2 separate regions of the Hordeum vulgare genome follow, and region 1 is linked to region 2. Evidence: chromatin contacts called from public Hi-C data. All regions are on one chromosome and are shown on one strand. Each heading gives the region's core, a stretch centred on a gene start, on an enhancer-like site or on the middle of the called end of the contact. The rest is flanking DNA. Distances are from core to core; before and after follow the strand shown.

What was found. A called contact is a pair of places that touch in the nucleus more often than the background predicts.
Region 1: a Hi-C map of seedling shows a contact between it and region 2, with 5 times the contacts expected there. The contact joins the promoter of LOC123431696 here to the promoter of LOC123431639 in region 2. A contact is called at or near these places in 2 of 6 Hi-C or Micro-C datasets (leaf and seedling).

What each region holds. Positions count from the first base shown.
Region 1 is chr1H:293,562,019-293,567,847 of MorexV3_pseudomolecules_assembly, forward strand. It overlaps LOC123431696 (protein EXECUTER 1, chloroplastic), which reads left to right and starts at 3,667. Exons shown (of 13, transcript XR_006623300.1): 1 at 3,667-4,353; 2 at 5,554-5,670.
Region 2 is chr1H:292,982,998-292,989,013 of MorexV3_pseudomolecules_assembly, forward strand. LOC123431639 (pre-mRNA-processing protein 40C) reads right to left here and starts at 3,303. Exons shown (of 16, transcript XM_045115347.1): 1 at 2,706-3,303; 2 at 1,684-1,830; 3 at 1,378-1,569; 4 at 718-1,258; 5 at 489-628; 6 at 340-377. The coding sequence starts at 3,128.

The DNA.
Region 1 (5,829 bases), core at 2,417-4,916, 580 kb after region 2:
CCATGCAATAGAAAATAAGAAAGAAAATATATACTACGATTCAGGAGCAGAGGGCAAAAGGTGAAATTTTTTAAGGAAAAATATGCCCTAGCATATTTAAAAAATTGCAAGCAAGCATAGCAAGAACCCAGTTCATGGAGGTGCTCTGGAATGGAAAAGATGGGTATGAAGTCAAGTTGCTCACTCGGAGAAGAAGGCAATACACAGTCAGTTTGCAGAAAAGAACTTGCTCCTGTGGTTACTTCCAGCTCTCTGGCCTCCCTTGCTCTCATGCCATAGCATCAATCTACAAGTGCAAGAAACAAGTGGATGACTACATTGATCCTTGCTACATCATTGAAACATTCAAAAGAATTTATGACCACTGCTTGGAACCTGTGGAGGGTGAGGAGATGTGGCCTATTTCTGCTCATCCTATGCCACAAGCACCTGGTTATGTTAGGGTGCCAGGGAGGCCCAAGAAGAATGCAAGGAAGAGGGAAGAGCATGAGAAACCAGTGGGCAAGAAAATGAGCAAGCATGGCACAATTATAGTTTGTTCAATGTGTGGCACAGCAGGGCACAACAAGTCTGGTTGTAAAAAGAATCCAGAGAAAGGCAAGAAGAAAAATGTCCATCTAGTGAAGACTGCCAAGAAAAGATCCAGAACAGAGGTAATATAACTATTTTCAGATGATTTTTCATGGTTGTGAATGATTGACATTACTGTCAATGTTTTCAGGACACTACTGGCAATGTTACTAGCTCTCATGTTCCTGGATCATCTAGCTCTCAACCTGCATCTCAATCTCCAGCAACAACAAGGCAGTTTAAACCTCCAAGAAACAAAGCTACAGCTACAACAGCCGGTACTTCAAGCTGCTCCAGCACCAAGAACTGCAACACGTCCTTCTCAAGTTGCTCCAGCACCAAGAACTGCAGCAGGTCCTTCTCAAGCTGCTCTACCAACAGGAAATCCAGCAGTTGTGAGAGGCAGAGGAAGAGGAGCAAAGAGGGGCAGACCCGCTTCTTCAATTCCATCTTACTCATACTTCACTTAAAGTGGCAACTACTGATGTAACAACACACCTGATGCTTTTGTGCTTGTAACAACCCGATGCACACCTGATGCTTTTGTGCTTGTAACAACCCGATGCACACCTGATGCTTTTGGTGATCTTGTAATATGCAGACCTGATGCAGATCATATTACCTGTTTATGACTCTAAATATTGCACACTCTGTTGTTCATTGCACATTGCACATTGTTCATTGCACCTATCTTGTTTATGAATCATATTTCTTATAATATGCAGACTCTGTTGTTCATTGCACAAACATAATCAGACTTTGTTGTTCATTGCACCTATCTTCCAATTCAATAACCAGTACACAAACATAATAAACAAGTTCATTGCACATTGCACTTGCATAAACCAGTACACATTACACAAACCACACACACTGCAATAACCAGTACACATTACACAAACCACACAACACCGTTGTTCTTTAAACTACAAATTTCCCTAACACTAAACCAAGGACAAAGATAGTGAACACATAAAATAGATTTATATATTTGTTTTTCATTGCATCCAGCTCTGCATTCTTCACCTTCATCTGCTCTTGGAGATTCATAGGAAGCATGTCTGCTCCTGCTTCATCTTCAGCCATATGGACATCTCCAAATGCATCTTCAGCGAGAGCCAGACGACCATCACCCTTCAGCTTCCACACCTCATTCCTCAAATCCCCAATTAAATCACTAAAAATCTTTGGCAATGAAGGATCATGCGATTCAACGAAACCACAACCACCATGCTATTCAATTACAAAACGAATCAATCAACAAAGGAATGCTAGAAACAGACGAAGAACACAAATGCTAGCAAAAATCAGGGGAGACAAACCATTGCATCCACACACGCATAGTACCGCCGCCCTGGATTCATCTCGCTCCACGAAATCCATCTGGATGCCTTCCTCCTTGGGTTGAAGTGGCACATCTTCGCCGGCTCATACGCCATAGCGCCCTAGCGGTATGGGACCGGCGACCTCGCATCCATGCCCCGCCTACCAGACGCACGGCGGAAGCCGGGGGCAGAGGAGGGTTTTTTCACTATTTTGATCCGAGGGGGGTAAGATAATCACGTAACGAACTCGTTTGGAAACAATTTCACGTTTTGACCCTTTTCTTGAAACGCCATAATCCATGGCGTTGCAGCCATATTAAGAAACGCCACTCTAACGTGGCGTTGCAGACCTATTAAGAAACGCCTGTGTAGTGTGGCGTTTTTGGCCTTCTGTGAAACGCCATGCGCGTTGGCGTTTCTGAGGCAAATAACCATGCATGAGCTACTGTGCCGGTGTCACCGTGCCAGCAGGAGCAACAATAGTTTATTTTACTGCTGCTCATCATCCATGCTACTCTACGCCACACCATAGCCACATCCCATAGTTATGTGTGTGTGCGTGCCTGCCTCTGCATTGCCTGCATGCATGCATGCACTGTACTCCCTCCGATCCTCTTTAGTGGGCATTATTTTTTCTCCCATGCACAGTGTAGCTCGCATGCAAGACTTAAAAACGAGCAGAGAGGGGCAGTGACCAGTAGCAAACAGTAGCTGCGAACAGCGGCGCATGCCTGCATGCCTGCCTGCATGATGCGAACAGTAGCGCATGCATTGAAACGCCATGCGCCTTGGCGTTGCTACATAGCCTGAAACGCCATGGGACTTGGCGTTTCTATATAGGCTACAACGTCCAGCAGACTGACTTTTGAATGTAGGTCAGAAACGCCACGTTAGACTGGTGTTTCTACGTGGAGCAGCAACGCCACGGACTCTGGCGTTTCTAAAAAGGGTCAGATTCGAAAATATTTTCAGACTGAGTTCATTTTATGCTCATGTTTACCTGTAAGGTCAAAACAGTGAAAAAATCCGGCAGAGGAAGACCCCGATGACCACGACATCGCCCTGCCCACCGCCGTACGCCGACGAGAAATCTCCAATCGCCCCTGCGTCTCCGTGCCGCCGCCGTGCAAACCCTAGCTAAGAAGAGAAATCCCCAATCGATTTATCCCACTTCCAACGTCCCCATCTGTCAGCGAGGGCCCACCAGTCAAAGGATCCCGGTTGACTATGCCACGTAAGTGTTTTTCTACCCAAAACCACTCCAGGGTTTAATTTAGACTAAGATTTGACAGTTGAGAGTGCTGATTTTAGGGATTTGAACTTCGGGGTTCGATTTCGCTAGCCTCTATGAGTTCAAGGTTCATTTCAGATTTTTTTTATTAATATATGATATCACCCATTACAACCAGCGTGATACTACTCATTACGACCAGCTTAAGGTTATAAAATAAAAACTTCACCAAATGATGACAGTGTAAGGACTTGATGTGAGAAAACTTGAAAAGCCGATGCAAATGGACGGGCCCTCGGTTCATTCGGCCGGCGCGGACGACACGAGGTGCATTCGAGAAGCCCCGCTTCTGAAGAACGTGGCCGGACCCCACCAACCATCGTCCTCCTTTGTACCGAGTACCGACACGGTGAGCGCCACAGCATTTTCCGAGGACACAAGCAAGGCACATCTAGCCGCAAAAACTCGGAGCCCCGGCCCGCAAACAAGTTTCGCTCGCTGAGGCCCCACCCGTCATGTTCGCTCCCCACGAGGTTCGTCTGCTCCCCGCGAAAGTCTTATCAGTTGCGCCCGCCCTCGACCCAATCCACAGGAAAGGAGACAACGCGAGGCGACCACGCGGCACGAGCGCACGAGCACGATTCTTCCGGTGCGTCGCGCGGCGGCCTGCACCTCCACATCCGCGGCCGTGCCGACTCCGCCTCCATGGCGTCCGTCTACACCGCGCCCCGCGCGCCGCTGCCCGCCGCGGCCGCCTCCTTCCCCTCCTCGTCCTCGCGGCAGCCGGACCCCAACCCTAGCCGGTTCCTCGCCGCGCACCGCGGCCAGCGCCTCCTCCGCGTCCGCCGCCTGGCGGGCGCCGCGCCGACTCGCCGCGCCTCCGACGCTGCCTCGGTGTTTCGGTGCAGCGCGCGCAGCCCCGGTGCGGACCCCGGCGGCGAGCGACGCCGAGGCTGGGACGCGCTCTTCCACGACGCCTTCCAGGGCGCCGTGCGGCGGTGGAGCGAGTACGTCGGGAATTACTGGCCCTCGGTACACCCCTCGAAGGAGGCGGGTCGGTCGACGGGAGCGGAGAGCTCTCACGAACTGGAGGAGAGAGGGCAGGGAGTGGAGGAGGACGGCGAGGAGGTGGACGTGATGCAGGAAGAAGGGAAGTGGAGCTGGGAGAGGTGGAAGCAGCACTTCGCCCTCGTTCAGGAGAGCGAGCGCCTTGTTGATGAACTTCAGGTTGATTTTTCTCACTGATCAGTCACTACTTGTGAATATGGATGAGGTTTGCACAGAAAGCACCGTTATCGTCTTTTTTATAACATGTGATTACGAACATGGAACGTTTAGCAGTACAAATGTCCTCCATGGACCATGCCCGAATTCCATATTGCCCTTTTCTGCCGGACCATCTATACTTGACTTATCCTAGGAACTAGTAGGTTCTGAAGAAATTTAGGAAATGCGATACTCGATAAGCTCAATTGATGACGATTAACTGTTCCGAAGAAACTTACTCCTTAGGGAGCTGAAGCACTACTGAAGCAAGGCTCAAACTTAAACTGGCTTCTTTGGAGTGACACATTTTTTTCTCAAGTATCAACATGAATTAGTCGCCAATTTTTTTTTTTTGGTGTGTCTTGGAACTACTAATGTCGTGTTAGATCAATCCATTGATGGTACGCTATATCTTGGGCTTAGCACCATAATGTGTTCCATTTATGGCCTATGCCATCTGTTACCATGCCAACAACATGTGAGAGATACCGTGTCTACATTTGTATTGAAGGTTTGCAATGCTTATACCGCTATACACTTTCGTTAATAGGCTCAACGGTTTAATAGATTCACAAAGCATGCATCATACTGCTGATAGGCTCAGTGGTCTAATAGATTCACAAAGCATGCATCGTACCATTGATAGGCTCAGTGGTCTAATAGATTTACAAAGCATGCATCATACCGTGGTTTAGACTGATAGAACACCTATGCTCTTATTGTAGAGCTGGGGCTACAAATTACGGTAGAAGCAACGATAATATAGGAGTTACAGTTTGAACTACCTTTCTGAAATCACACCACTAAGCTTCATGATTGGCCGCCATGTATTATTGGCAAAAAGGTCTTACTTCATGACAACATAAAGAAGAGCCAGGAGCTTATTTGCATTTTATATGATGTTTGATGTTTTTAGAATTGTTTTTCATTAGGTGTGCCAGTTTTTTTGTATCTGGAATTGGAACCATTGAGTGCTGGTTGTGTCATATCTGTACATGACTAATTAAAAAAAATGTATGGGCAATATTGGGCATAACTTAGTTCTTTGCGCATTGCTGATAATACCATGTGCGTATTTTGTTTTTTGTCAATATATTTTCCCTCTTAATGTTTACTTCTATCAAATTGCAAATTTCCTGATGGCCGTGTATTGTGTTTCAGCTACAACTCCGCACTGCTGTGTGTAGAGAAGACTATAGGAGTGCCCACAAACTGAAGTTAGCTATTGCTGCTACATCAAGAAATGATACTGTTGGCAGAGCAGTATCTGAGTTACATGTAAGAAAATAAAAAATATCTGCTCTTTTGTCTGTGTATGGTTAATGATAAATGGCACCTTTGATCATTTTAGTTTGCTTGCGATGTCATGCTTCCTTTATTATTACTTTAAAATATCCTAGTTAGATGCCTGTCAATAGCTAGTGAAATAGTCCTCTG
Region 2 (6,016 bases), core at 2,053-4,552:
TCTGAAAAGGAAATTAGCACAAGACCTGGTATCAACTTTGTCAAGGGTAACTTAGGAGACTTTCCAAAGTGCAAGATTAATGCAAGACCTGATTCTATCATTTCTTGTTCAAAATCTACGTTTGGGGACTTACTGCCCATGTTAACATGCACTTTGATAACTTTTTGGTTGCTGTGCACATTATCGTCCACAAGAAATTGTAGGTACAAAATGTTTTGTAAAACGCTCAAAGTGTAAAAGTGAGAGTGATCAAATTCAAGAAGGTTCTTACAACCCTCATATGCCAACATAAAATTAGCCGAAGTAGCACAGGGTAAAATGAGCAGTTGCACGACATACCAAGAAGCTGGAACTGGCTGAGCTGCAACCTTCTCGAGCTATAGCAGCACAGGAAAAAATGAGTTAATTATATTGTGGTGCTAAATTGCCATGTCACAGACTAGAATGAAGTTATATTACTTGATAAAGCTATTCTTCGGTGCAACTACCTCCCCCTTGTAGCCAGGTGGTCTTTGATAAGTTGATTCCCCTGTCAAGGCATTGTAATAATATAAAACGCCGGCTTCTGTTTTGTGTGCAGACCACGTATCTGAATCCTGAATTCCGGCCATACTTCTGTCCTCCAGCCCTTCAGCATTACACATAAATCATAAGAACTGGAGAATTAACAGGAACACTAAGACTCAACATGAACATCAGCTCCAGTAAGAAGAATACCTGTTGGATGTTGTTCAACTGAAGTATGAATGGACTGCACAGATCCTGGATTTACAGATGGTTGTTCTTTGGGATCACCAGTTGTAATGCCTGGTGGTTGGATGTTGGGCAAGGACGTGGTCACAGAAGAAGTTCCAACCATTGGTGCACCAAGAGGTCCAAGAGAGCCCGGTGGATATGAATGGAAGGGAGCCTGCTGAAAGCTAGTAGGTTGTGGAGGATATCCCCACAAGGGTTGAGATGGATTACCATGCGCTGAAGGATAGGATGGATAAAACTGTTGCTGAGTTGCCCTTGGAACAGCACCTGGTGCAGCACCTGATGGCGATGTTTGAGGCAAAGAAGGAGCAGGTGGGGCTGGGCATGTAGGCCTCTGAAGGAGGCTTGGTGGAGTTGACAAGTTTGAAGGACGTTGTCCAGGTGCAGAACCCCCAACAGACCCAAATACCTCAGGGCGAGGTGGCAGTGACTGCACTGTATGGGGACTTACCTCTGGGGCACTTGGGGCATCCGACTTCGAAGCATTAACATCCAGGTTACCCTGTAATAATTCCAAAAAAAAATCAGTGCCTCATTGACAAGATTCGAGCGGTGGAAGCAAGCCAATCGAAGCATGCAGTGCTTAAAGAAAACTGGAGGGCTTAGGGGTCAGGACTGTGCCTGTTGGTTTGCACCATAAAGAATATTGGACGTCCTGGGTGGCACTGGAAATGGCAACCGAATAGATCCAGGAGGATTTGGAGCCATATGGCCAGGGAATGGTGCACCTGGGCGAGGCAATTGCCCAGGAGCAGGAGGTTGCAAGGATGCTGGCAGAGCAAACATAGGGACTTGGACAGCATGGTTTGTCCTCTGGAAGAAAATGTGGCATTAAGTGTTAGTGCGTTACAGAAGAGGATCGGTTCATTAAAAACTAATAACAAGAACAATAGTAATGCTATTAATAATAAAGCCATGAGAAATTACAGTGTCAAGTTGAAACTGCTGACCAGTAGGCAGGCTAGCATTGGCATGTGAGACTACATTATATGAGAAAGAAGGTCTGTTCCCGAAATACTGCCGTGGAGCTGGTGGCTGGAGAGCCGCTGGAGGCATTGGACGAGCCATCGGAGCCTGGAAAGGAAGAGTGATAAGAATACTAGTTATGATAATCTAACTTGAGCATCGTCGAGTTGTTTTGCAGTGATCATAAGTCAAATTTCGTTTACTCCTTTAAATGTTGCAGAAGCAGGATGCAAAAGCCATGTACATTTAGTTCCATTAAGAATTTTCAGTTGACTAATCATGAAAGCTATACAAATGAAACATGCAGCAGAATTATCACTGATTGAGTAGGCTTCTAGGCATTCATATGAAAAATTCAGAAATCTTTATGCAAGAACTCCTCGATCTAGTAAGGTTCACGTCAGACGTCCGTGGACCGTGATAGAGAAAGGTCACCTATCTGTGTTTTCCGTCAGATGAAAAATCCAGCCAAATGATGTTTTACCAAATGAAGGTGAAAAACAGTGCAGCAGGCATAACAGCAAAGTTACAACATAATTATGCAACATAGTAACATACACCTAAAAGAGCAATTTCTTTGACAAAAGCATGAACTAGGCATTCATGTTGAAGCTGACAGAAACAAACCCATTATCCTTTTTTTAACCAGAGTGATATATGACCCTCTTGGCAGGAGGACTAAAGTAGGTTTATATATGAGTTTGAAATTACTAAGTTCAGAGTGTCGCTACATAAACAACACAAGGGACTGGCTTCTGCAACTAAAAATTGCATCATATGTCAGCGGCTCAGCACCTATCATCAGAACTAACCAAAATATAGTCCCCGATGCTAGCACCATGTATCCTTTGAACAAAATTACACATTACCTATGCGGATCATACACCAAACGCAAGAGAAAAACGATTTTCTTAAATGAGCGTCTGGTAATAGTTAGGTTAAGCATATAAGCTGAAGAAAGGGATAGGATACTGATACTCTACCGGAGCGGAAGCTAGCTGCTGGTGGGCCACACCGCTGCCCATATGCTGCGGGGGCGGCGGCCTGGGCAGAACGTTGTAAGAGAACGCGGGCACCGGCGACGACGCCGGAGGCGCCATGTACGCCGGCGAGCCAGCGAACTGCGGCCGCGGCGGCCCTGGAGCGGCAGCCGAGGCAGGGGAAGCAGGCGGCGGTGGCACTGAGGCACTGGAGGTGGAAGTGGAGGTAGGTGTGGGAGCGGGAGCGGGGGCGGGAGCGGGCGGGGCATCCGCAGCTGCCACCTCTTCCACCGCTGGTGCCGCCGCGACGGCGCCAAGATCGTATGCTTCCTCTGGTTCAATCACTGGGGCAGCTTCCTCAGTCCGAGAAGGCTCGTCCGTCTGCGGGTTGGCAGAGTCGGAGGCGACCACCTCCGGCGTCGCCATGGGAGTAGAGTGTGGCCTAGGGTTTTGTAAGGCGAACGGGGCCGGACAGGCGTCGCGAGAGAGAAGCAACCAACGGAAGCGATGAAGAGAGAATTAGACAGCGGAATCTTTGAATTGGACCGTGGGTGCCCGTAATCAAGCTTGGGCTCGGCAGCACCTGAAAAGCCCACAATCTTGCCATCTAGGGTCCGTTTGGTTTGTCCAAAAGGAGAAAGCAACTAATAGTACTACATGCGACCCCGATCATCGTCGGCCTCATCAAGTCTTTCCAGGATATATATATACTCTTTACCCTTTTCGTTAGGGTTTTTATCCTTTTGACGTCGATGGCGACGTAGAGACACATTATTTCCATCTCCGCCTTGATCTTGGATCGTTCTTGCTCTCGATGGTCAAGGGGCAACTGTGTGTTGCTGCCCGGCCTTGGCGGGACATCGAGGGGCCGGTAGAGGAGGGGTCCCTTACATCTCTTGACCATCTAGGACAGGGGGCTTCCGATCTACATCCACTACATCAATGACTTCGTATAGCAAGTTTGACGCGTCTAGCAGCAAGGGCAAGGGTCGGCTAGAGGATATGATGGAGCTAGCACTAGAAGGGGTGATCTAGATGATGTTGTGTTTGAGGATGAAGATGCGCCGGTGGAGGAGAACCTATGATGGATGATAATTGCCTCAGTGCATATAGAGAAGGGTTTTAGAAGCTATGGTTTCTTCCGAACAATGCGTGCAACATGGGATCAAGCTAGAACTGTCCAGATCCAAACCTTGGAAGAAAACTTGTTCATTATGCAATTTGATTGTCTAGGTGATTGGGAGACGGTGACACAGGGAGGCCCATGGCACTTCAAAGGCATCGAGTGCTCATTGCTCCTTATGACGAATTCACCAAGCCATCTTCAATAGAACTTTTCACTTTTGAGGTTTGGGCTAGGATCATTGATCTCCCTCCTGCGTACCATGGAAAGGTCAAGGCGTTGGCATCGAAGCTTGTCAAGTTTGTGGACGTCGAACCCTTATCTTTTGACTTTGAAGGAAATTTCTCAGGGTGCGAGTCAGGCTTGATGTTCATATTCCCCTAAAAAAGCGATCTCTTTGACTAGAAAAGGAGAGCGCGAGATCTTTGCAGTCAGGTACGAAAGGCTCTCGGATCGGTGCCAGGTGTGTGGCTTGATGGGACACCAGTACAAAGAACATGATGACGGTGTGCACCCTCCATCTGCATTGGTTTTCAAAAACCTTCATGCTCCTGCCACTACCAGTTGGGCGACCAAGAGGAGAAACACTTCTCAGCAATCGAGATCGGGGGTTAAAAATGACACCCCTGGTAATAATACAAGTGAGACCGAGGCGGGGGACATTGAGGTTGATGAGATGGACCCGAGCCGCAAATGTCCCTTTGAGGTTGTTGTTGTAGAAAACCCTTCTTCAGCACACGGGTTTGAGCTTGTGCCGGTGTCCAAGGGGGCAATGGATGTGCAATTTGTTCTCCCTATCCCTCCACCAAAGCAAGAACCTAAAAGATCCAGAACATCAGCTACAGCAGATAAGAGTGTTGGCATGGACGGGAAGAAGGCAACTGGTGTCAAAACTAATAATGCGTGTTTGGTGGCCTCCTCTGGGGAGGATCATCGTGCGCCATGAATCTGTTAAGCTAGAATTGTCACGGATTGGCAACGCCCCGACAATTCATATAGATGCAAAAATCAGTATGCTCGGAGGAGATCTATGGAGGTTCACATGTTTCCACGATGAGGCCCAAACTCATTTGCGCTACCACACGTGGGACACGATGAAAAATCTGTCGATGCTACATGATATCCATTGGCTTTGCATGGGTGATTCCAATGAAGTATTACGCCACGACGAGCATGACGGTATCGGGACTCGAAGTCAATCACAAATACAAGGGTGCCATGATGTCGTCGATGTTTGCAGTCCGGTAGACTTGGGGTATAAGGGCAGGACGTGGACTTATGAGAAACGAGTTGTTGGTGGCACTTTTACACGGGTCTGGCTAGATAGAGCACTTGCAATGGTTGGTTGGCGTACACAATTTCTGAGCGCCATTGTAGAGCATCTCTCGCTGGCTTCATCAGATCACTCGCCAATCTTACTGTAGCTCGATCCTAGGACAGAAATCAGGAGTGCGAAGCGCTTCCAATATGAGGTGATGTGGGACAAACATGATGAGACGAAACCGATGGTGTGTTTTGCATGGGAGATCGAGGGTCACACCTCTTCGGCTACTGAGGTACAGATCAAACTAGAAATGTTGGCTCTTAACCTGGGCGACTGGTCGAGGTCCACCTTCGGTGGTGTTCGTGGCGAAATTCGAAGCCTAAAAAAGGAGCTTGAAAGGCTTAGAGGCGAGGTGGCAAGGATAGGACCGTCTCATGCGGAAACAAAGATTAATGTTCGATTGATGTACTTGCGTGAGGGACTTATGTGGCGACGTCTATCGCATGTGGAGTTGTTATCTGCAGGTGACCGCAATACACACTTCTTCCATATGAGAGCGTGAATGAGGAGGAGGAAGAATCTGATTAAGGCATTCAAAGAACGGATGGGCAAATAACAACGGACATGACAGAAATGCAACAACTTGCACTAGACTTTTAAAAGAATCTTTACACTTCTGAGGGAGTGCAAGGTGTGTCCGAGGTGCTAGAACATGTCCCGAGTAAGGTCACTCCGACTATGAATGCCATCCTTTTGGCATCGTATGTTGAGAAGGAGGTGAAGTAGGCACTGTTCTAGATGTTCCGAGCGAAAGCACCAGGTCCGGATGGGTTTCCGGCTCACTTTTTCCAAAGGCGCTGGGATGTCTGTGTCATAAAGGTGGTTCTTGGTATTGTTCGGGGCGAAGAGAGCCCAACGTGTCTTAAC